Regions from separate parts of the Mus musculus genome. Here all the other regions are linked to region 1. A link is a contact called in public Hi-C, HiChIP or PLAC-seq and promoter capture Hi-C data. All regions are on one chromosome and are shown on one strand. The core of a region is the stretch at or near the end of the contact, and the rest is flanking DNA. Distances in the headings are between cores, read along the strand shown.

Region 1 (3,030 bases), core at 353-2,852:
AAGCTTCAGTGGGAGCACAAATACCCCAGCACATACAAGCATCCATTTAGACAGAATGGCTGTCTCCGCATCAGAATACTGGGCCTTCCAGGACTGCTCTTCAGAACTGCGGGCTCTCCAACTGCAGCTTTTAACAATTGAGCCAAAGTTTCTAACCTCCACTTACTTTGCAAGGCTGCTAACAGGCACCATGCCAGGTGGTGACTATCACCACTGAAGTAGCAAAATGCCATGTGCTATCTAGACTGTCTCAAAGAGGAGCTTTATCACTAGTCTGGTTTCATGTCCAGAATACACTTGTTAAATGTGTCTACCTTTTCAGAGTACCTAGGGTTGATAACAGGCACTGGCATGGAAACAACCAACTACCCCAACAGGACTCTGCACAGGAATCTGTGTTAAATTTCGCTAGGCCAAAACACTTCTAGGCTCCCTTAGTGTGGGCACTACCACACTAAGTCAGGCTTTGTTCTAGACTTACCACAAAGCACCCCAGGATGAAGCTATTGTGCTCCTTTGGGAATTTACTGTAACTACAGGCAAAATTACACACAGCCCAAGTTGGACAAGGAAGTACTGTACATACTAGATCCTGGCCTGTCAACTTCCCGGACGATGTGGGTCATGCCAGCCTTGTAACCCAGAAAGGCTGTGAGGTGAACGGGCTTGGAAGCGTCATCCTTAGGGAAGCTCTTCACTTTCCCACGATGCCGGCTGCTGCGCTTGCGAGGCAGGAAGCCCAAGGACCCATGCCTGGGAGCTGAGAATTTCCTGTGAGACTGAGGTAAAGGGAGAGATCACAACATTGCTCTCAGTCTTCCAATCAAGCCCAAAGGAGGGTTCCACATTTAAAGGAATTGTATCAGAGGACAGACTGCAATAAGACTTCAGCTTAATGCTTTTAGTTTCCATGCCTTTCAAACACAAAACAGCTTAGTTATACTAAAACCTCGATGGGTGAACTTTCAAGAGTATCCCATGTGACTAAATGGCAACATGGCGTATCAAGATGGAGTCTAATGCAAGTCGGCCTCAAACACTCCCTCCTAAAGCCAAATCAGAACTTGACATTCAGCACAGAGTTTCTGTCCGCCCGTCAAAAGGTTCATCATTTGTGGCTTCTGAGAACTCTAGAGATGCACCTTCCACTCTTATAACATTCCAAAATGGAGACCCGACCCGATTTGCCAAATTTCTCCACTTAACCAATGCATTCCTAAAGACCTGGGCCATCCCTACCAGACTGACCACTACCCTCGAATTAAGCACAAAACAGCCCATTCCATAAGTCCCTTAGGATTACGCTGATATCAAATGGGTCGCACACAGGCCCAGGCCGGTCCCACACACATCCTCCGTAAGGCCGTTAAGGTCCCTGAATTTCCGGACGGTCGCGGCCCTCACATCGATCCCCTATTACATCCTTTCAGGATTGGCGAGCCAGGGATGGCGCCGATGGGAGGTGAATACAAGCCAGGCCCACAGGAGACCAAGTTAGAAGGCAGCATGGCCATACGTACCATCTCGCCGCCACACGCCGCAGATAGAGAGCGACCAGGAGCCAGTGCAGGCTATATAAAGCCAAGTGATGGCTCCGCCCCCTGAGCGTGCGAACGTGTTGACGCATAGGCGTCGGGTCGAAGGGCGCGCATCGAATGTCATTTTACACACATTTTTCCCGCCCACTAGGATTGACAAATAGGGTCTACGGAGAATGATTGGGTTCAAGCTTAGCGAAACGCCTCGTCGACGCTGAGGTTTAGAATGTAAAGAACTACGGCGTTCTGCAGCAGCCAAATTTCATGATAATGAAGAAAAATGGAGGCATTGTGCTTCCTCTCACTTCTAGAACGGAATCACACAGGGCTAGTCCCACACAGCAACGAAAACAACGGCGTTGAAGCAGGCTTAGTGTGAGACAACTGACTGCGTTGTTCTCGTGAGCTCTTAAGATAGACTGAATGAAACTGCTCTTTTACCTAACCAGTGATTTTGATGTGATCACCAACATTGCTCTCAGTCTTCCAATCAAGCCATGCCTTTAATGCGCCATGATTTCGGGCACATCTCCCTCAAGTCCTGTCTCTGCCAATTCAGTCTCCAGATGTCATGTCCCGTTCATATTTTGTTCTTAATTTCAGATTTACAAATGTGTGAGGTTCCCCCCCCCCCGTGTGTACGAATGTGCGCCACGGGCGTGCGTGACATTTTCAGAAGTCAAACCGGGCTGGAGAGATGGCTCAGCAGTTAAGAACACCAACTGCACTTCCAGAGGTCCTGAGTTAAATTCCCAGTGACCACATGGTGGCTCATAGCCACCTGTACTGGGATTCGATGCCCTCTTCTGATGTGTCTGGAGACAGCGACAGTGTACTCATATACATAAAATAAAAATAAATCTTTAAAAAAAAATAAGGGCTTGAGAGATAGCTCAATGGTTAAGAGCACTGACTGTTCTTCCAGATATTCTGAGTTCAATTCCCAGCAACGATATTGTGGCCTATAACCATCTGTAATGGGATCAGGTGACCTCTATACTCATATATACACTAAATAAATAAATCTAAAAAAAAAAAAAAAAAAAGTCAAAATAGTGTCAGATCCCCCTGGACCGTTGTTAATGCTGTGAACTAGACCTGGGTCCCGTGGGATGACAAGTTTTCTTAACTTCTGAACCATCTCTCCAGATCAAGATTCTTAATGAATTTATTTTTCGAACAGCAACATAGGTTTATTAAAATTTAAAAAATAATTTCTGAAAGTGGAGGAGCGCCACTTAAGAATATCTTAAATAAGCTCTTTTTAATTTTATATTTATGAGTGCTTTCCTCATTTATGCACGTGCACCACATATGTGCAGTACCGGGGAGATTTGAAGAGAGTATGGAACCCTCTGGAACTGGAGTTACAGATGGTTGTTGTGCTGGGAACCAAACCTTGGTCCTCTGCAAGAGCCCTTAATTCCTAAGACGTCCCTCCAGTCCCAAAAGAAGAATTATTTTTTCTTCCTTTTTTTTTTTTTTTTTTTTT
Region 2 (3,030 bases), core at 345-2,844, 1.3 Mb before region 1:
GAGAGTCATGTTAAGCACATGGACTCTGAACTCTGGGGCCCTGGGTAAACTTCTGCAGTTGGTGCCTCAGTTTCTTCATCTGTCCAATGGGTATAGTGAAAACAGACACCACCACCCCCAGTGCAGTTGGGGTAAGAAAATTCTGCTCTGGTGGCAAGGATGGGGCACCCACTGAGATTGCTCACCAAGGATCATGGAGCAGCGTTGGGCAGGTTCCTGGCCAGTGAGCAGCGTGAAGTGTTCTGGGTAGTAGAATTCCAGGGCTTCCAGGAAGGCCTCGAAGCCCCTCTTGCCCCGGCAGCGTAAAATGTCTATGAGGCGCCCTGAGGGTAAAGGTTGTGACAGGGGTCAGGATGAGGTCTTCCCCCAGTGCCCCTGCTCTCCACCCCGACAATGCTCCAGGGCCTACGTTCCCCAGATTTTTGGGCTGTGACACACACCGGGGCCTGTCCCAACACATCAGGGAGCAAAGCTCAGTCTGCCCTGGCTAGGAACACCAGACCCTCCCCAGAGCACCTGCACTGGAGCAGGTCCCCAGCAACCCCTACACACACACACACACACACACACACACACACACACACACACACACACACACACACACGTTACGCATGCCCGGGGGCATCGGATGCCTGCGTTTCCCAGGCAAAATGCTCTCATTGACTTAAGTTCCCTGATACTTTTAGTCCCTCTGACAGTCCTGGTACAAAGACGCCCAGTGGGAGAGGAGCCTCGGAGAACTGAGCCCGGATTTGAGCTCTTGAGAAAAACTGATTCTTTAAGGGATACACAAATGGGACAGAGAGAACCAGAGAGGTCAAAGAGCACAGTAAAGATCCCACAGGGGTCGCCATCGGCACCGGCAACCACATCCAGCTGTCTGCTCTGGAGCGGGCCTAGGAAGGGAGAGGAAACCCCTGGCGGCGGGCTCACCGGTACGGTTAGCGCGGCACGGGAAACGGTAGGTGCTGAGCACCTCCTCCTCGTCCTGTTCGTCCAGGACGCGGCACTGGCGCAGATACGGCGTGAGCTTGGCCGGATTCAGGGCGCGCGTCAGTCGGTGCCGGACGCCCTCGATCCGCTCCCACAGCGCGTCCTCTTCGGCCTCCGACCCCGAACCCGCCCCAGCCTCCTCGTCAGCCTCGCCCGCGTCCGCCCGGCCCTGCATGGCCGCGTCCTCCGAGCCTGCGGGCGACAAGCACGGTGGGCACGGAGCCGCGGTCACCGCACCTGGGCGTCGCCCGCGGGTCCCGGCGCTGTCGGGCTCCGTCTTCCCGGGATCCCAAGCTGCTCTGCCTGCACCCTCCCGGGTCCCCGAGAGGTCACGCCCGCGTCCTCCCGGGCGTCCCGTCGGCGTCCTTTCACGTCCCCACGCTGCTGTCCCGCCCGTGTCCTCCCCGCACTCACCACGGGCGCTGCAGCTGCCCTGAGCTCCCGGCTCTGTGCTCGGCCGACGGCTCCGGAGGCGCGACGGGGCGGTGCCTTCGGGGTCATTGGCTCCGCCCCCAGCCCGGCGGCCTCCCGGGCCACCCAACATTGCCCGCGACCCGCTGCGCTCCGGTCGTCCTCCCGGCCGCTCTGCGGGCCAGCCGCGCCTCCCCACCCCCCACCCCCGCTTCCTGTTTCCCGCCGGCTCTCCGGGCCAGTCCTGGCGGGGTCCGCACGGCCCTCCCACACCTGCCCGGCCCCCGACGGGGCGGAGCCGCCACGCGCGCGCCCACACCCCGCGCGCCACCGCCAGGGCCACTGCCGCCGCTGCTGCTCACCTTGTCCCCCACCATGAGCACAACACCAGCCTGCACCCTCTACAAGCCCGACTCCCGGTGCAGCTGGCCACCCGGAACCCTGAACGCGACAAGTGTCCGCTCCACTAGCCACACACGCCCTGAAGTCAACAGGTCACACCAACTTAGCGAGCTCTGGGCTCGGACCTCATATACAGAGCCCCATCATTCCCACTTAAACTCGCATGGTAGGTATATTCACTCTGCTGAAAGTCACATAATACATATCTGTCTTTCAGGAAATATCTGCAAAGTGTGGGACAGGGCCTCAGAAGCTAGCAGAACTTTCACACGTGTCCATGTTCTGGGATAATGGCCTTACAAGTGTTGAGCAGGACTTCGACCGGAGACAGACTACTCACGTGCCTCTCCCTCCCACAAACACCCTGTGCCTAGGCACTTGAAAGCCCCGGTCAGCTGTGAGTCTCTCTCTGTGTGTGTCTCAGCTTTGCATTCATTTGCATCCTGTTCCCAGCTAGGCCTCTTATCTGCCGGTGACCTGGACAATTGCCCCTCCACAGTCTCAGTGTTCCCGAACACGCTGCCAAGAGCTCACATCTTTCACCAAGCCCAGGACAGCCTGTGTGGGCAGCAGAGGGGAGGGGTCATGGGCACCTTTCCAAAGAAGGGAGTCAGTCCCTGCAAGTGTCCAGACTGACTGCACTTTCATTCCTGAGTCAAGTTGATGGCACACGGGGACCAGGATGCTTGCATTTCTAAATGGCCGTTCCTGCGGGGTGGGAGGGAGTGTGGTTAAAATCAATTACATTTGAAAAGGCAGCGTCAAAACTCCCTTCTGCCTTGGAGACTAATACTCCCACAATAAGGTCCTGTAGTCACATGCTAGAAGCTCTCTGGGCACTGGAAAGTGCCCTCGGGGTGGCGAGAACAGGGTTAAGAGGACACAGAGGATCTGGAAAGATGTGTAGGTCCCCAAAGCCACCCATACTTTCCGAATTAGATGCATCACTCACCCAAGGAAACAAGGTTGACCACAACCCCTGAACAGCCCCTGCAGTAAAGAAACTAGTTTACCTACATAACCTAGTTCCTTTCCCAGCCTTGAAGAACCACAGACTTTTGCTGACTTGGTTTTGTTTGGAGTATCACCAGTTCACCTGCAGAAGCAGCTCTGTAGAAAGGACTGAATTCTAATGCAAACCTATCCCTTTACAAAGGAGGAAGCAGGGGCCCAGAGAGAGCAAGAACTTGCCACACACTGGATCCGCCCTGGCCTCTCTCCCCT
Region 3 (3,030 bases), core at 383-2,882, 1.3 Mb after region 1:
ACACAAGCTCCCTTCCCCCACCTTTTAAGGTCAGCCAGCTTTTCCACTGGGTCACTGTTATTTTCTTAGTCCCCTGTTCACTTCCTTGGCGAGTTAATCATTTAATGTCATGCTATTCTCAGGGACTTCAACCTTAACTACTTCAAAACTATAACCAAGTTTAACTTTTCCCCCAAACTTGAGTCTTCACAACCACTGTCAGTTCACTTGGGAGGAAGACCATTCATGTTCCTTGAGTCAAAAATTTGTCAGACACAAGCAACCCTAAGCTACACCCAAGCTATCATTAAATCCTGGTGGTTCTTATAAATCCATTCCAGGCAAATGCTCTCTTACCCCTTCCACCAATAGGTCACAGCCATCTCTTGCCTGAGAGAGATGTGCCTTCCGTATTCTACTCTCCACAGGGCAGCAGAGAGGATCGGGTTTGAAATGTCAATCAGTAAGTGCAACCACTGACCCTTTCCTACACAAAGTCATGAATCATTTGGCCCCCCATTTGCATTTCCACTTCAGTCAAACAGGTCCCTATGACCAACTGAAAACATGTCACAACAAACTTCCACCCCAGTTCTTTCATAACGAGCAAAAGGCACTTCTGGTTGATTTAAAGGAACGCGACTCTTTTGAATAAGACACCATGTAATATTCCCTCACCTACTTCTCAAGGTCTAGAAGAAAAGTGTAATATTTTCTTCCCTCTTCATAGATTACAAACGTGAGATTTGAGATTACCTGGTAAACATATGATAGAATTGGAATTAAAAAACTCAGATTACTCTTCACCGGAACATAAGCTGTCTGAATGGATAGGAATGGTCCACGGTGACTCTACATGGCTAAAGGTACATGCTGGGAGTTAGGGAAGAACATGGGAAACAGTCTGAGGAAAAGAACCAGAGGAGGAATGTTACCTGTGCCAAGAATGTGAAGTTTCAGGGAAAAGGGAAGTGTCAAATGGAAGGAACTTAGATACCTCTAAATCGAAGAACAAAGCACTTAACTCACAGTAACTATACAGGTAGTACATAACACCACCGATCTTGACTTAAAAAATAAACAAACAAACACCCTATCTTTTCCTGGCAATAAGGCTGACTAGGAATGTTCCATTAGCTATTGCCACTTGCCTGGGATAAGGTGTGACACCAGGCTGGCAGTAGACTTACAGCAAGCACCCCATCTTCACACTTAGTTTTTCCGCAGGACCAATTTGGACGAAGTTTGTGTGCAGTGAGAGTTGGGTAAGGGAAGGGTTGGCCTTAAACTTTTAAACTTCAGAAGGCAAAGAAAATAGCAATTATCTTCTTCCCTATTCCCTCTGGACCTTTGTGACTGATAGTCCAGACAGTCTCTGGGAAAGTCCAGAGGGGACTGCGGCAGAGGGTGGCTCCTGGCCTCGCCCTCCCTCTTGTAGCAGCAACTTTCCATTTATGCCCGTCCTTTTCGTTCCAGTTGTGACAGATTCGGTCCCCACATCTCCCCCGTGCCCTTCTCCCCGACCCATCCCGAGATTTACTTCGAAGCCCCAAACCCCTCCTCACCACGGCTCCGGCCACGGCGTGTACCAGACTTTCGTAGGACAGCACAGAGGCCATGGTGCCACACTTTTCACTCAGGCGCCTCAGAGTGTGCGGGTTCGTGAAAGGACCGTCTCAAGCCCCACCTCTCAGAAGTCTCCCCCGCCTCCACCAGAACGACTGCTTCCGGGTCACAGACTGCCCTGGTTCGCTGGGGAGAACAGCCGGGGAGGCGAGTGTGAAATGCCCAGGAACGCCCCTGAACATCGATTGGTCCGGATCGGTCAAGGGGCGGAGCAATGCTCAGTGGCTATGGAAGGATCTGTGTTCTGAGCACCCCCTGCAAAGGTTCCTAGCCCCTCAGTCTGTCAGTGTGCTTGCACACTAAATTGGTTAGTCAAGCCCATAAAACGGGAGGACATAAAAGTCCTTAATGACTCCTGCACCCCAGTTCCTTGCAAAATATATGTTGGCAGGCTCAGTTGTTAGTGCTTGCTTAGCATGACTACCAGCAAACCATAAACACCAGTAAACACAGTACTCAGGAAGTGGAAAGAGGATCTGGGGACTGAAGAGTTGGCTCAGTTAAGAACAAGTACTGCTTTTGCAGAGGATCCTCGTTTAGGTCCCAGTATCCCAAGCAAGTATAGTTCCAGGGGGTCTGACCTTCTCGGGTTTCCGCGCACACTAAGACATACACACACACACACACACACACACACACGACTAAATAATTTTGTTAAAAGAATTTAGTACAGAGTCACCCTCAGCTACAGAGAGAATTTGAGATTAACCTGGGCTGAGACTCGTCTCAAAACAAAAGCCAAAACAGACCTAAACCCTAAAACGTAGCCTGTAATCCCAGTACCATGGATGCTGAGAAGTGGAGTTGGCTAGCCAGAACTATAGAAACAGCGTCAAAACAAAAGCAACCCTCCAGGATAAGCTGATAGCCATAGATAAGGGGGTGGGTCAATATCTCCAACCTTCGTTTCTCCATTCAGCCATCCCAACACCCGCTGCGAGATATAGAATCAAGGCTCTGAGGCCCGGTAGTTAAACCTCTAGCATAGTTTGTTTAAACTGACAATTTGGGGCTGTATAGATATAGCTCAGCAGCTAAGAACGCTTGCTCTTCAGTTGCTATCACACAACCCTCTATGTCCCTCGGGACAGACGCCACAGCTTTCTGTCCTCTGAAAGAATCCAGGACTGCTTACATAAATGCACTCATGCACATAAAGGTAAATCTAAAAGCAAAGTCAGTATTTTACCCTTCCACTGTGATAGTCTTAAGGTTTCTATTCCTGCACAAAACATCATGACCAAGAAGCAAGTTGGGGAGAAAAGGGTTTTATTCAGTTTACATTTCCACATTGCTGTTCACCACCAAAGGAAGTCAGGACTGGAACTCAAGCAGGTCAGGAAGCAGGAGCTGATGCAGAGGTCATGGAGGGATGTTTCTTACTGGCTTGCTCAGCTTGCTTTCTTATAGAACCCAGGACTACCA
Region 4 (3,030 bases), core at 168-2,667, 1.2 Mb before region 1:
AGTGCTCTTAACTGCTGCGCCATCTCTCCAGCCCCCTCTTTAGAATCTTTTGCCATCTCTTCTCCAAACACTGGGCAGCAGCCTTCCTTCCCATCGGAAAAAGAAAGACAAGGAAGCTGCTCTGCCTTCTCAACTCCCCATCAGAGAGCCAGGATTCCACTGATGAGAGGCTGTGGCTGTTCCTGGCCAGTATGTTCTGGCTGCAGCAGCTGCTGGGACCCCTCTGGGCTCCTCCCACACTCGATAGGACTTCTTAAATGGGGAAAGCGGCTGAGTGAACACCATGTGCCAGACCTGTGCTGGGTACACAGAGATGTCTGGAGCAAAGGGAAGTCTTTGAGGAGCACACCAACTCTCTACCCCCACACAGTAGGTGCTCAAGTGGTATGGCTCTGAACTGAAACTAAGAGAGCAAAGCTTGGTGTGGTGCACAGGGCTTCCTGTAGTCACCCTTCCCCCTCCCAAGCCTGAAGGGTGCATACTGAAGTCAGCTTGCAGTTGCCCACCGGCTCTCTTGCTCTGTAGCTATGAACACCTATTGTATGCTCAGGCTGGTGTTCAGCGGAACATTTCAAAGAGAAAATCGGGTTTGGGGGTTCAGAGCAGCACCCATACATATCAAGGCCTGACAAGAAGGAAGGGCAGGCGCCTGGGACATTTGCTAAAAGAAATGAGAAAGAGTTTTACAAATAGGGGAAGCGGTCAAAGCTTGGGACTCTTTAAAGTGTAGAGTGACAGGACCTCAAGGGCTGACGAGCAGACCAAGCAGACCAGGGTATCTTGTTTACCCTGTGGCATAGACTGGACAAGGACAGTTGTCCTACCAAGCTACTATACACAATGAATGCAGAATTTTGGGGACTGATCCAAGGACATTAGTATCTGGTAGTCCCAGGTACCCCAAGTTCTGAGCCAGTGGTCCAGCAGGCAAGGGGGATGGTCAGGGAATAGTATGGTGGAGAAGAAGTCCCCAGGCAGCATCCCCTAGTGACTGGCCTGCACAGGTCCTGAAGGCCTGTCCCTTCTAGGCAGCCTTCCTTTCCCTCTAAGAGAGCAAAGGTTGTTTATACCCAGGGCGGTGATGGCAGGAGCAGCTTACCTGCTTCCCGCCACCCGCCGCGGTGACAGGACAGGCTGCGGGAAGGAAGAGCCCGCACTCAACTGCGGACCTCAGAGAGACAGACCGACGGACACTCGGCAGGCGGGTCGGACAACCCGGGGGTCGTTGAGGCCCGGAAGCAGAGAGAGAGAGAGAGAGAGAGAGAGAGAGAGAGAGAGAGAGAGAGAGAGAGAGAGAGAGAGACTCCAAACTTGAGAGAGAGAGAGACTCCAAACTTGGAGAAAGGAGTGACCTGGGGGCCGGGGGCGGAGTCGTGAGCGGGGGAGGAGAGCGCCCGCGCCAGCGCCAGCACCAGCCAGAGGAGCGCGCCGGCCCAGGAAGCCAGAGCGCCGCCCACCCATCCGGGGCGAAGCGCGCGGGGAAGCAGGCTGGGCCGGGGGCTGCCAGCCTCAACCCCCAAGGTGACTCCTCGGCCCCCTGCCCGGACCCAAGATGATGAAGAGGCAGTTGCACCGCATGCGGCAGCTGGCCCACACGGGCAGCTCGGGACGGTGAGTGTCACCCGCTTCTAGCCGTGCTATCGTTTCGCAGGACCTGAGCGAGCGCAGGAGAGTGGGGAACTGGTCACAGAGGTCGAAGATATCTAGGCAGCGGCCCTCTGGCATGCCAGAGCCCTGACCTCGTTTCCTGGGGTCTGAAGTCACTGTGGTCGCACAAGCATAGCTGGCTTTTGCGGGCGGTGGAGGGGGAGCGGGGGAAGGCACCTCCATTCCCGGTTGGAGAGGCTGCTGCAGAGAGCAGAATGCGTCCTGAGCCAAGACGCTGCCTGGAACCTCATTTGTCCCCTCCGGACAATGGGAACAGTTAGCCACCTCTAACTGGAGGGAAGGGGAGGAACGGAGCCGATCGGGGGCCCCAGACCCTGGGGGAAGGGACTGGCAGTGTTCTGGCCTGGGGAGGAGGGGCCTGCTCTGCTCTGGGTGTCCGTCCCCTCCCCCAACCCAGGGGCCTCCTGCCATTTGGTCCTGCTTCTGCTTTTCGTAGGCTCAGGTAGAGACACCCCTTGGTCTCCTCGGTTCCCAGCCCCAAAACTATGGGAGCGGAAGTTTGGGGAGTTTCTCGGAGCCTTTCTTTCTGTCCCTCTTCCCCAGCCTGGGAGTTCCCCATTCTTTGGGCCCAGAGAGGTGACCGTGTATCCAGAAACTTGATCCAGACCTTGCAGTGACACAAACACTTATATGTACCTACGAAGCCAAGCCACTCTGCCCTGAACCCATGTCCCTATGTATCCTTGGGCAGAGTCCCCAGACCTGCCCACAGCTGCAGTCCAATGTCGTATGCCTGTGGGCCTGGCCACCCCGGAGACCAGCTTCCACACTTCCCGTTCTGGGGGCCAGCTTAGGCCTCCTCTTTCCGGGCCAGGCAAACTATTTAGGGGGATGGGGAGATGAGAAACTTTTCCTCTGTCCCGAAGTTGGGCCCTGGGTAGCTCCCTCCTGCTTTTTTCGGTGTCATGGGTCCACCCTCTCCCAGGACACAGCCCTGGGTGGAGGAGGAAGCAGGCATGCATCCTCTTAACTACCATGGAATGTGCTCCAGCTACGATGTGGACGGGCCACCCAGGCTTGGTGGGTCCTGGAAGCATCTTGGGTTCAGGTTCCATGTGCAGGGGTTAGAGGGAGGCAGTGGGTTCCCTAACCCAGACTGACTCATCCAAAGCCCCCTTCCCCCACAGCACCCCGGAGACTGCCGAGTTTTTGGGTGAGGACCTGCTGCAGGTACGTGCCTGGGCCTGGGCGGGCTGGGCTGGGAGGCAGGCCCATGCAGGCTGTCAGTATAGAGGCTGGCAGGCGGGGACAGCAGTCAAGGGCCTGGTTGTGTCATTCCCTGCTGGCCAGGGAAGGCCCAGGAGGGAAGAGAAAAGTGATTCTTGTTCTAGGGGAGACACAGTATACAGTCCTCACACGCCC
Region 5 (3,030 bases), core at 162-2,661, 1.1 Mb before region 1:
GCCAGGAAGCTGGGAAGGGAGACCAAACACCAAAGCTCAGACAATCTAGCTCACATTTGATCACTGGCACAATCCCTGCTCTCCCCCCACCCCGTTTGGCTTTGGTTTTTTGAGACAGGATTTCTCTGTGTAGCCCTGGCTGTCGTGGAACTTACTCTGTAGACCAGGCTGGCCTCGAACTCAGAGATTTCCCTCTGCACCAACTGAGTCTGGGAGAATATTGTGTTATGCACTTCTGACCCGACACACTTGTCCCACCACAGTCACGGCTCTCAGTTTGCTGCACGCAGGAGCAATATTCAGGGTCACCAGAGAATGTTCTAGAAATGGACATTCTGGGGCCCTGCCAAGTGTGTTGAACCCTGAACCCTCAATTTGGATTTCAGCAAGCCTTTAAGTGCATGCCAGAGTTCCAGGGCCACCTCTTTACAGCCTTACAAAGTCACTACAATGATCTCTATTTTATAAATAGGAAAGTGAGACACAAAGAAAAAGGCAATTTGGGGGCTGGAGAGATGACTCCAATGGTTAACAGTGCCTACTTGTCTTATAGAGGACCAAGGTTTGATTCTCAGTACCCACATGACTCACACACCATCTGTAACTCTAAGATTTATTTATTTATTATATGTAAGTCACTGTAGCTGTCTTCAGACACACCAGAAGAGGGAGTCAGATCTCATTAGGGATGGTTGTAAGCCACCATGTGGTTGCTGGGATTTGAACTCAGGACCTTCGGAAGCAGTCGGGTGCTCTTACCTGCTGAGCCATCTCACCAGCCCCCATCTGTAACTCTAGTTGCAGGGGATTTCATACCGTCTTCTGGCCTTGTAGGTCCTCATACAGTAGACCTAAACTCACTTAGGCACAGTATTTTTTTAATCTTACTTATTTATTTATAGACAGGGTCTCTTTATTGTCTAGCTCTGCTCTGGTTGTCCTGGAACTCACTGTGTAGCTTAGGCTGACTTTGATCCACCTGCCTCTGCCTCTCAGGTACTGGGATAAAGATGTATGCCACCTCCCCTAGCCCATAATTTATGATTTAATCTTTTTTTTTTAAAGGGGGGCAATTGCTTTTGAGTCACATACTTTGTAAAGGAATACCAGTGTTTGCATCTAGGCAGTTTCCCTCGCTCAAGGAAATCATGAAAGAGTTGACATCTGAATTCAATTAAGTTCAGTAATTCTTAGCGGTTTATAAATAACTCCAGATTGAGCGCTTGTTCGAGGCAGGTCAGATGATGGAATCGGGGAGCCTAGTTCTCACCGAAGCCATTCTGGGAGGATTGTTCAGAAGACCTGAACCAAAGCTGAGGCAGGACGGGAGGCTCCTTTAAAAGGTGGAGCCAAATCTGCGGAACTGTGGAACAAGGCCACGAAGAGCGCCCTACCGGAAATCTGAAACTGCTACACCCGGAAGTGTTTTAAAGTCAGAAGCGGCCACGCTGCCGGAAGCTTCACTGCAATGGGCCGCAACAAGAAGAAGAAGAAAAGAGATGGAGACGACCGGCGGCCCCGGCTCGTTCTCAACTTTGATGAAGAGAAGCGGCGGTGAGTGGCAGGGTGGAAAGAGACTCCCGTCGGGCTGCCGGGGGAAGCGCGCCAGGCACAGGGCGCGCACGCCCACGCGGAGGGTTCTTCCGGCCCCGCCCCTGGATGTAGCTGGAGCTCGCCTTCCTCTTTCCCCACCTCGGGGGATGGAGTCGCCCGCTCCTCCCTCGCTGTTTACGGCTCTCAGCGCTGCGCCTTGGACCACCGGAGTGCCGCGCCGTCTATTGTCACAGCCCATAGCTGGCTCCCAGTCGTTGTTGACGAAGGACGAGCCGATGGGATGAGAGAGGTTTAGTTCATTGATTCACGCACCAGACTGCGTGCCAGCCAAGCCTGAGACCAGAGGCTGAACTGCTTTTTAGTGTCACCGTAAATAGCACCTTGTGGTCTGATGGCTCTCAACCTGTGGGTCGCGACCCCCTTAAACCCATCGGAAAAGAGATAATATTTACATTACGATCCATAACAGTAGCAAAATACAGTTAAAACCCCTGGTGTAGTGTACCAACGGAAACCGTAATTGCAAAGCCTGGTAGTGCAGACCTATAATCCTAGCCATCCCGGATGCTGAGGCAGGAGGATTGCAAAGTAAAACCCTGTGCGGGAAAGTTCAAGAACGGTATGGGCATTTGGACAATTTGTCCCTGTCTCCAAGACAATATAAACGAATTAATTTATTAGACCATTTGCCTAGCTCGAATAAGGTACTAAGCGTAATTAACTTCCAATACAGCAAACTCAGGAACAGCAGAGATTAGACAGGAAGAAGGAAGCACGAGTCAGGAAGGTGGGGGCACTCCTAGGACCCGCCACACAGGACCCAGGTGGGTTCAGGAGTCAGGTGGCCTTGAGGACTGGTTGTTGGTTGGTTCAGTGAAAGAGTTTTGGGGTCTGGGTGAAGGCATTATTAGAAAGCCTTACTAGAAGTGACTCCTATGAAATAAAGTTTGCCAGTGTGGGAACAGTGACCACCAGCTCTGTGTATTGACCACCTGGCCTTTTGTGTACTTAGCAAGGGGCAGGAAGGCCAGGTGAGCTAGGTGACGTTTGGTTAGTGATGGAGCGCGTACTGAGACTATAGCTTCCAGCATAGGTGTGTGGTAGGTTATACCACCCAGGATTATTATGTAAGTACACTCTGATGGTCCAGCAAGGACTCACAACTCATTTCTCGAAGGTACCTTTGTCATTGAATGACTTGTGACTGCATTGTCTGTGACCTTGGATGAGTATCCTAGTCTCTTCCTCAGAGTCCCCATCTATAAATTAAGGGTTGGCTGTGAGAGGGTAAAATGGGTTGGTGGGTAGGAGAGAGTCAGGCAACTTATGGAGCTCTGTAGAGCCCTGCTTTCCTCCTGGCTCCTCCTGACTCCCCTGGCTTCTCCCCTTCTTCCTTCTTGCAGGGAGTACCTGACAGGCTTCCACAAGCGGAAGGTAGAGCGCAAGAAGGCAGCCATTGAAGAGATAAAGCAGCGG
Region 6 (3,030 bases), core at 168-2,667, 1.1 Mb before region 1:
GGAGATGAGGGAAGGGTAGGAGTGGTGGCCTGGACAGAACATTGGGTTGTGTTCCGCGTGGCCCACCTAGATCTTACCGAAGAGGACTAGGCTATTTCTCGAGGCTGCTCTCTGGATTCCCTGGGGCTCTCTTTATAGGAAAAGTTCCTTTTGTCTCTCCCTCTCCCCATCTTGGGTAGGGCCGGGGAGCTTGGACACCTGGGGAGGGGGAGATGCTGGGGGAAAGGTCTAAGGCTGTCTCAGTGGCGGGGAGTCTGCTTGGTTTGGGGGTAGGTGAGGAGAGTTAAGTTCTCTGGGTCCTTTGCCCTCGCCGTTGGTCTCCCAGGACCTCAGTGTCACCAGGACTACGACAGGATGACTGTCGCATTCCCTTCTAGCAGCCCCGTCGGCTTTCACACTGAGTCTGACCATTTGCCTTCTCATCTTCCTGTAGCCCGATCTGCTCAACTTCAAGAAAGGATGGATGTCAATCTTGGATGAGCCTGGAGAGGTAGGAGACTGGAGGGGAGGGACTGGCCGGGCTGATGCAGGGCTTCCGTGGAGAGGCTCTTGGGGTGGGTAAAGGGGTCCGATGGGAGGGCCAGTGAAAACCCTAATGGAGTTGAATTTCTGGTCGAGGGAGAGGCTTAGTGAATGCTTAGGAGGGACAGGTTGCTGGCTCTAGGCTTCCTCATGAGTCTTAACATGTGAGGCACAGGGTGGAGCCTCCCTGCCATGCACGCTCCAGATCCCATCTTTAGCTCTCGACAGGAGTATCTTGGCTCTCCTTCCTCATGACAATGCTTGACAGGAGTCTGAGGGTCTGGGGTGAAGGCTTCCCGAGTTGTACCTGAGTTGTACCAACTTCCAGACAGTACAGAGTAGGGCACAGGACACAGGCCAGACCTGTCGGTGGAACCACAGCCTCAGTCAGCAGATCTGTGACATGGGTATGATGGAGAACAGAGTCACTCACAGAGGTGACTGCGTGAGGAGCCGGAAGCTTCTAAGCTTAGTTCATCACCCCTCCGTCTTTCCAGTCTACTGTGACTGGCCTTGGAAATAGCTGAGGTGGTGCCGTTCACCAGCTCTGCTCTTTCAGCGGCCAGGCAAAGCCGGAGGCTGGGAGCTAAACTGGCTTTCCGCCTACTCTGCCTGCATGTGCCCATGGCTCGGATCTGCATCAGATCTGCATGCGGTCCGCATGCTGGGCAGGGCTCAGAGCCAAGGGGAATCGCATTGTGTTTCCTGCCCACGCGCTTTAATTCCCCGCAGCCTTCTGTCCCCGCTGCCTGCTTGCCATCCCTTAGTGGCTGCTGGCCAGGCTCACACAAGGCCTGGCGCCCTGCCAGTGACCCCTTTCTGGCCTCCCTACCCCAAGTCCCTGGAGGGCAGAGGGATTATGGGCACCACCCAGAACTGGCCATTACTCATGCTCTTTCACTGGGTTTTGGAATGTCCAAACTGGAAGGGCCTTGGGAGGGCAGCCAGCCCCAGCCCCTCATGTACAGATGGGAGTCGGAGCCACAAGAGTGAGCTCTCTTCCAGGCTGAGTGATACCCTGGGCAGCCCAGGCCTAGAACCTGGGGCCCTCAGAGCTTCATCCATCTTCTGTTACAATTAGGGACAGAGCTGACCTAGACAACCAAGAAACCATTATCCATAGAACCCTCCTCACTTCACAGAGACACTTGAGTTCCCAAGTGGTACCTTAGTCCACTCCAGGAGCAAGATTGTTTTAAGAGTGCCAGGCAGTGGTGGCACACGCCTTTAATCCCAGCACTTGGGAGACAGAGGCAGGCGGATTTCTGAGTTCAAGGCCAGCCTGGTCTACAAAGTGAGTTCCAGAACAGCCAGGGCTACACAGAGAAACCCTGTCTCGGGCGGGGAGGAGGGAGCAGGTTGGGTGGGGGGAACGACAGATAACCTGTAGCCTGACCCAAAATCTAGACTTCTTGCCATTCCCAGTGTAGAGTCAGAACAGTGAAGGCTGGGGAGGTGGTGACCCTTGCTGAGAGACACATGGCAAGGCAACACTCACACTCTGGGCATTTGGTGCTTAAACCCTGTTTCTCAGGGGAGACCCCTGGGAAGAAGTAGAAAGCATCACCCTCAAATGCTAGAAACCGTATCATGTCCCTATGGGATAAAAATAGGAAATAGCCTAGGCAGGGTTGTGGTGTTGGGGGAGCCCCAAGAGGGCTGCACCAGGACACACTGATCCAGCAGTGGGCTGATGGCAACTAGGATCCCAGGAAAGTGGCCAGCAGTCGTCTGAGACACACATGAGATGCTCGGCTGCCTGTCCCTTTCCCATGTGGCTTCCCAGCCTAAAAGAGGTACTGCAGGGACTCACACTGCGGAATCACAAATGTGAGGGTTAACCAATGCACTCTCACACCGGAACATGTGTGTAACCAGCCCGCAGCACAGATGGGGGAGCAACACTCAGTTGCCTGCCCCAGGCCTCTTTCTAGTCCTTCTGTCTGAGAGGCCTTTGTCCTTGACCCTGTGTCAGGCCAGCACGCAGAGAAAGACTTGCAGAGGTCTGGCCCCACTTAGTCACTGCCCCTGTAGGCATTTAACTTCACAGAGCCTGTACCTTCCTTCATCGGCACTGGAGAAAGGCACGTGCTATGCTGAGCTCTGATATCTTGAGTGGTCCTGAATGAGCTTCAAATACTTCAGTTGATAGAATGGTTGCCTACCAGGCAAGACTCTGGCCTTGATGCCCAGCATCATATAATACAGGCATGATGGTGCATGCCTGTAATTCTAGTGCCCAGGAGGTTGAAGGCTGGATGATCAGAAGAAGTTCAGGGTCAAGGCAGAAAGACAGCCGCTAAAGCGCTTGCCGTGGCGAGCTTGGTGGCCTGAGTTGATTCCAGGAATCTAAGAAGGGTAAAGGTGAAGGGAAGAGAACGGTCTCCACAGAGTTGTCCTCTAACACACACTCGAACATGCCATACATGTACCCACCCATATGCTTACATGCGCGCGGGCACACATACACACACACACACACACACACACTACCACACAATACCCATC
Region 7 (3,030 bases), core at 149-2,648, 1.1 Mb before region 1:
CCCCCAAATTCAAAGCTCCCTCATCTAAGCTGCTCCTTCTGGTGTGACAAACAGCCCCAGGCCTTAGCAGAGGTTAGTTCATCTTGATCAGCTACAATTCCCCACTCCCAGGTTAATGTTTAATTAAACACTTTCGTGCCTTTTTGCTAGGGAATAAAAACACCAGGGTCCGGGGATCCAGCTCAGGTAGGCAATACCACCAGAACCCTACGGAGCCGCTGCCAAGAGGTCCTAACATTGTGAGTAGGATGTCTGCAGCAGACAAGAGGTTCTGGGCTCTCTGGGGGTCTCTTCGGCAAATCTCGGAGCCTCTAAACTCTCTCGGAGCCTAGGACTCCCAACAGCCCCAGGTCGGACTACAGATGGTGGCGCCCCTTGCTCACTTGGTGGATTTTTGCCAAGCAGGGCGGGAAAGATGGATACATTTTAACAAAGACATGGCATCTTCCCAGCAAAATGGCGGTGGTCGGGACCACGGCTCCCTGGTGGACTGCAAACCTCCTACACCTAAGTCACGACCAGGGAAAGGAGAACTCTCTCCTCGGCTTCTCCCGCTGCGCCCCATTTTTCCAAGTCTCTAAAAGCACAAGGAGCCTCTGCGCATCCTAAGGGTCCCCAGGATGTCTGATCAGAGCCATTGGACAGCACCTATGATAGAGACTGCACACACATCAAGCCACACCCCACCTTGAAGAGGCCAGTGGGAGAGGGGACCTTCACCCCTAGGGTGGGCCTGGGGGGTGGTGGTCCTGCTTCTTACATCCCCAAAACTCCCTAGCTAACAAGGCAGGCATGTAAATGAACTCATACTCAGATACATGGGAGATGTGGGGGGTCTTTGAGGAGAGCAGGCCGCCCGGGAGGCTTGTCCGCATCTTCCAGGGGTCCCAGGAAGCTTTGGGGGGCTCGGGCTCAGAGAGCAATCAACTCGCCGAGGTCCGGGGGTGCATCGAGGGGAGAAGGCGACTCAAGAGGGGGAAGGGACAAAGTTTGAAAGTGCCCTTCCAACTCTTTCAGGGAAAGTTTCCTTGAGGGCCTCGCAGGCAGAGAGGGGGTAGGGGTGTCAGAGGAGCTGTGGTCGGGTGACCCCCGAGAGGTGACCGGACCCTGGGGAGGCGACCCCTCCCCCCTTGTCCCGACTCGGCCCGGCTGGGAGTCGCCCAGCTCAGGGCCGCGTGTGTTAGTTGGGGCCGCTTCTGAGCCGCTCCGCCAGGTTGGGGGACCCCGCAGGCATCCGGGAGTGGGGCTCCTGGTAGTCCCAGGGGGGAGCTTTCCGACGGGGGGTCTCAAGCCCCGGGGCTCCCCGGCTCCGCAGAGCCAGCCCCCCGCAAAGGGGAAATGTGCCGGCGCCCCAGCGCTCCTCGGCGCCGTTTGAGGCTCGTGGCGGGCGCGGGGGGCGGCGGCCGGGGCGCCAGGGTCCCCAGAAGGGAAGCCTAGGGAGCCGGGCAGAGACCTCGAGAGACGGCGGGCAGCGGGAAGGCCCGGGCCGCCGGGAAAGGTCGAGTTTGCTCGGCGGAAGAAACACAGATGGCGGCAGCGCGGCGCCATTCCGGGCCGGGAGCAGGCAGCCAGCAGCCCAGTCCTCACCGCGGTCCGCCCGCCGCCGCTAAATACCCGGATGCGCCGCCCGAGCGCCAGACGCAGAGCTGGGAAAAGGGAGGCTGTGGAGGCGGAGGCAGCGCCAGGCGCCGGGCGAGCGACCGAACGGTGGGGGCTGGGAGCGCAGAGCAGCTCGCGACCCGCGCCGGGAGGACAGGAGCCACGCGTAGCCCGCGTCCCCGGCAGCCGCACTTGCGTCTGGCCTGCTAGTGGAGCGGGAGAGCAGATCGCGAGTCAGGTTCTGCACAGCCTCCGGCGAGGGCTGGCCCATCGGAAGGCTCCTTGAACAGTGGGAGCAGGCCGGCCACCATGACCGAGAACTCCACCTCCGCCCCGGCGGCGAAGCCCAAACGGGCCAAGGCTTCCAAGAAGTCCACGGACCACCCCAAGTATTCAGACATGATCGTGGCTGCTATCCAGGCAGAGAAGAACCGTGCCGGCTCCTCGCGCCAGTCCATCCAAAAGTATATCAAGAGCCACTACAAGGTGGGTGAGAACGCCGACTCCCAGATCAAGTTGTCCATCAAGCGCCTAGTGACCACCGGTGTTCTCAAGCAAACCAAAGGGGTGGGCGCCTCGGGGTCCTTCAGGCTGGCCAAGGGCGATGAGCCCAAAAGGTCGGTGGCTTTCAAGAAGACCAAGAAGGAAGTCAAGAAAGTGGCCACTCCAAAGAAGGCAGCCAAGCCCAAGAAGGCTGCCTCCAAAGCCCCAAGCAAGAAACCCAAAGCCACCCCTGTCAAGAAGGCCAAGAAGAAGCCGGCTGCCACGCCCAAGAAAGCCAAAAAGCCCAAGGTTGTCAAAGTCAAACCAGTCAAGGCCTCCAAACCCAAGAAGGCCAAAACCGTGAAGCCCAAAGCCAAGTCGAGTGCCAAGAGGGCCAGCAAGAAGAAGTGAAGACTTTGCTTGGGGACACTCCTTCCTCCCTCCTGTTTTCTGTAAATACATTTCCTCACTTGATTCCATCTGCAACCCTTTGCCCATTCTATTCTGACTTTATTAAAGAGGACAGAGTTTGGATCCCTCATACAGACATTGTGGAATGACTCCTTTTTCCTTAACCTATTGTGCAAGGACAGCAAACAGACCTCATCTTTGTAATGATGGAGACGTACTTTTTTCTTGATTTGATATTAACCTTCTTACGGGGTTAGGGATGGGAGGGGGGAGGATGTGTGTTTCAGTCGGTGGTTTGTTTACTATGAAGGAACTGGCAAAGTTCTGGCTAGGTGAGGGGACCCAGGAACTAAGGTTTGTCTTCCAAGACTTTCTTAGACTGCTTGTCCCTCGTGAGCTTTTCAAAACCTTTGATGGGGAGCAGGTGACACCCCACCTAGCTGGCCAAGGAGGGAGGGAAAATTCCCTGGGGCTGCCCTACCAACGGTGGTAAGTTGGAGACCTGGTTGCTTTTTCTCTTCTGCCCTAGTGCCTCCC

The links. Promoter capture Hi-C pulls out the DNA fragments that hold promoters and counts their contacts. Hi-C and Micro-C count contacts between places; a contact is called where the count stands out from the background. HiChIP or PLAC-seq counts read pairs in DNA pulled down with a chosen protein or histone mark. Capture Hi-C pulls out chosen DNA fragments and counts their contacts.
Region 2: an HNF4G HiChIP or PLAC-seq map of pancreatic cancer cells shows a contact between it and region 1. The contact joins the promoter of Card10 here to the promoter of Rpl3 in region 1. A contact is called at or near these places in 2 of 39 promoter capture datasets (both in liver) and 1 of 115 datasets of contacts at active chromatin or transcription factors (pancreatic cancer cells).
Region 3: a promoter capture Hi-C map of liver shows a contact between it and region 1, with 2.8 times the contacts expected there. The contact joins the promoter of Slc25a17 here to the promoter of Rpl3 in region 1. A contact is called at or near these places in 10 of 39 promoter capture datasets (the 3T3-L1 cell line, 3T3-L1-derived adipocytes, the SN4741 cell line and 5 more), 1 of 15 datasets of contacts at CTCF or cohesin (large pre-B cells), 2 of 115 datasets of contacts at active chromatin or transcription factors (astrocytes and large pre-B cells) and 1 of 9 other capture datasets (liver).
Region 4: a contact with region 1 is called in a promoter capture Hi-C map of the C10 cell line, with 2.3 times the contacts expected there. The contact joins the promoter of Sh3bp1 here to the promoter of Rpl3 in region 1. A contact is called at or near these places in 1 of 39 promoter capture datasets (the C10 cell line) and 1 of 115 datasets of contacts at active chromatin or transcription factors (pancreatic cancer cells).
Region 5: a contact with region 1 is called in a promoter capture Hi-C map of pre-B cells, with 4 times the contacts expected there. The contact joins the promoter of Nol12 here to the promoter of Rpl3 in region 1. A contact is called at or near these places in 4 of 39 promoter capture datasets (the C10 cell line, liver and pre-B cells) and 2 of 115 datasets of contacts at active chromatin or transcription factors (large pre-B cells and pancreatic cancer cells).
Region 6: a Hi-C map of B cells shows a contact between it and region 1, with 6 read pairs. The contact joins the enhancer-like site here to the promoter of Rpl3 in region 1. A contact is called at or near these places in 3 of 39 promoter capture datasets (the 3T3-L1 cell line, liver and pre-B cells), 1 of 484 Hi-C or Micro-C datasets (B cells), 1 of 115 datasets of contacts at active chromatin or transcription factors (pancreatic cancer cells) and 1 of 9 other capture datasets (liver).
Region 7: a contact with region 1 is called in a promoter capture Hi-C map of liver, with 4 times the contacts expected there. The contact joins the promoter of H1f0 here to the promoter of Rpl3 in region 1. A contact is called at or near these places in 3 of 39 promoter capture datasets (liver and pre-B cells), 1 of 115 datasets of contacts at active chromatin or transcription factors (large pre-B cells) and 1 of 9 other capture datasets (adipose tissue).

The regions. Positions count from the first base shown.
Region 1 is chr15:80,081,804-80,084,833 of GRCm38.p6, forward strand. Rpl3 (ribosomal protein L3) reads right to left here and starts at 1,603. Exons shown (of 10, transcript NM_013762.2): 1 at 1,521-1,603; 2 at 587-779. The coding sequence starts at 1,523. It overlaps Snord43 (small nucleolar RNA, C/D box 43), which reads right to left and starts at 1,103; the gene lies at 1,056-1,103.
Region 2 is chr15:78,801,448-78,804,477 of GRCm38.p6, forward strand. Card10 (caspase recruitment domain family, member 10) reads right to left here and starts at 1,595. Exons shown (of 21, transcript NM_130859.2): 1 at 1,408-1,595; 2 at 934-1,185; 3 at 186-323. The coding sequence starts at 1,537.
Region 3 is chr15:81,359,133-81,362,162 of GRCm38.p6, forward strand. Slc25a17 (solute carrier family 25 (mitochondrial carrier, peroxisomal membrane protein), member 17) reads right to left here and starts at 1,633. Exons shown (of 9, transcript NM_011399.3): 1 at 1,545-1,633. The coding sequence starts at 1,598.
Region 4 is chr15:78,898,351-78,901,380 of GRCm38.p6, forward strand. It overlaps Sh3bp1 (SH3-domain binding protein 1), which reads left to right and starts at 1,418. Exons shown (of 18, transcript NM_001316684.1): 1 at 1,418-1,611; 2 at 2,796-2,838. The coding sequence starts at 1,553.
Region 5 is chr15:78,933,522-78,936,551 of GRCm38.p6, forward strand. Nol12 (nucleolar protein 12) reads left to right here and starts at 1,412. Exons shown (of 6, transcript NM_133800.3): 1 at 1,412-1,554; 2 at 2,958-3,030. The coding sequence starts at 1,469.
Region 6 is chr15:78,987,459-78,990,488 of GRCm38.p6, forward strand. Triobp (TRIO and F-actin binding protein) reads left to right here. Exons shown (of 25, transcript NM_001039156.1): 13 at 434-490. Among named protein-coding and RNA genes, the nearest start is that of Mir6956, 13 kb to the right of the region's middle. Within about 2 kb of position 1,418, at least 109 of the 459 cell types and tissues checked have an H3K27ac peak or open chromatin away from gene starts, as enhancers often do.
Region 7 is chr15:79,026,814-79,029,843 of GRCm38.p6, forward strand. H1f0 (H1.0 linker histone) reads left to right here and starts at 1,399. Exons shown (of 1, transcript NM_008197.3): 1 at 1,399-3,030. The coding sequence starts at 1,909. The coding sequence ends at 2,493.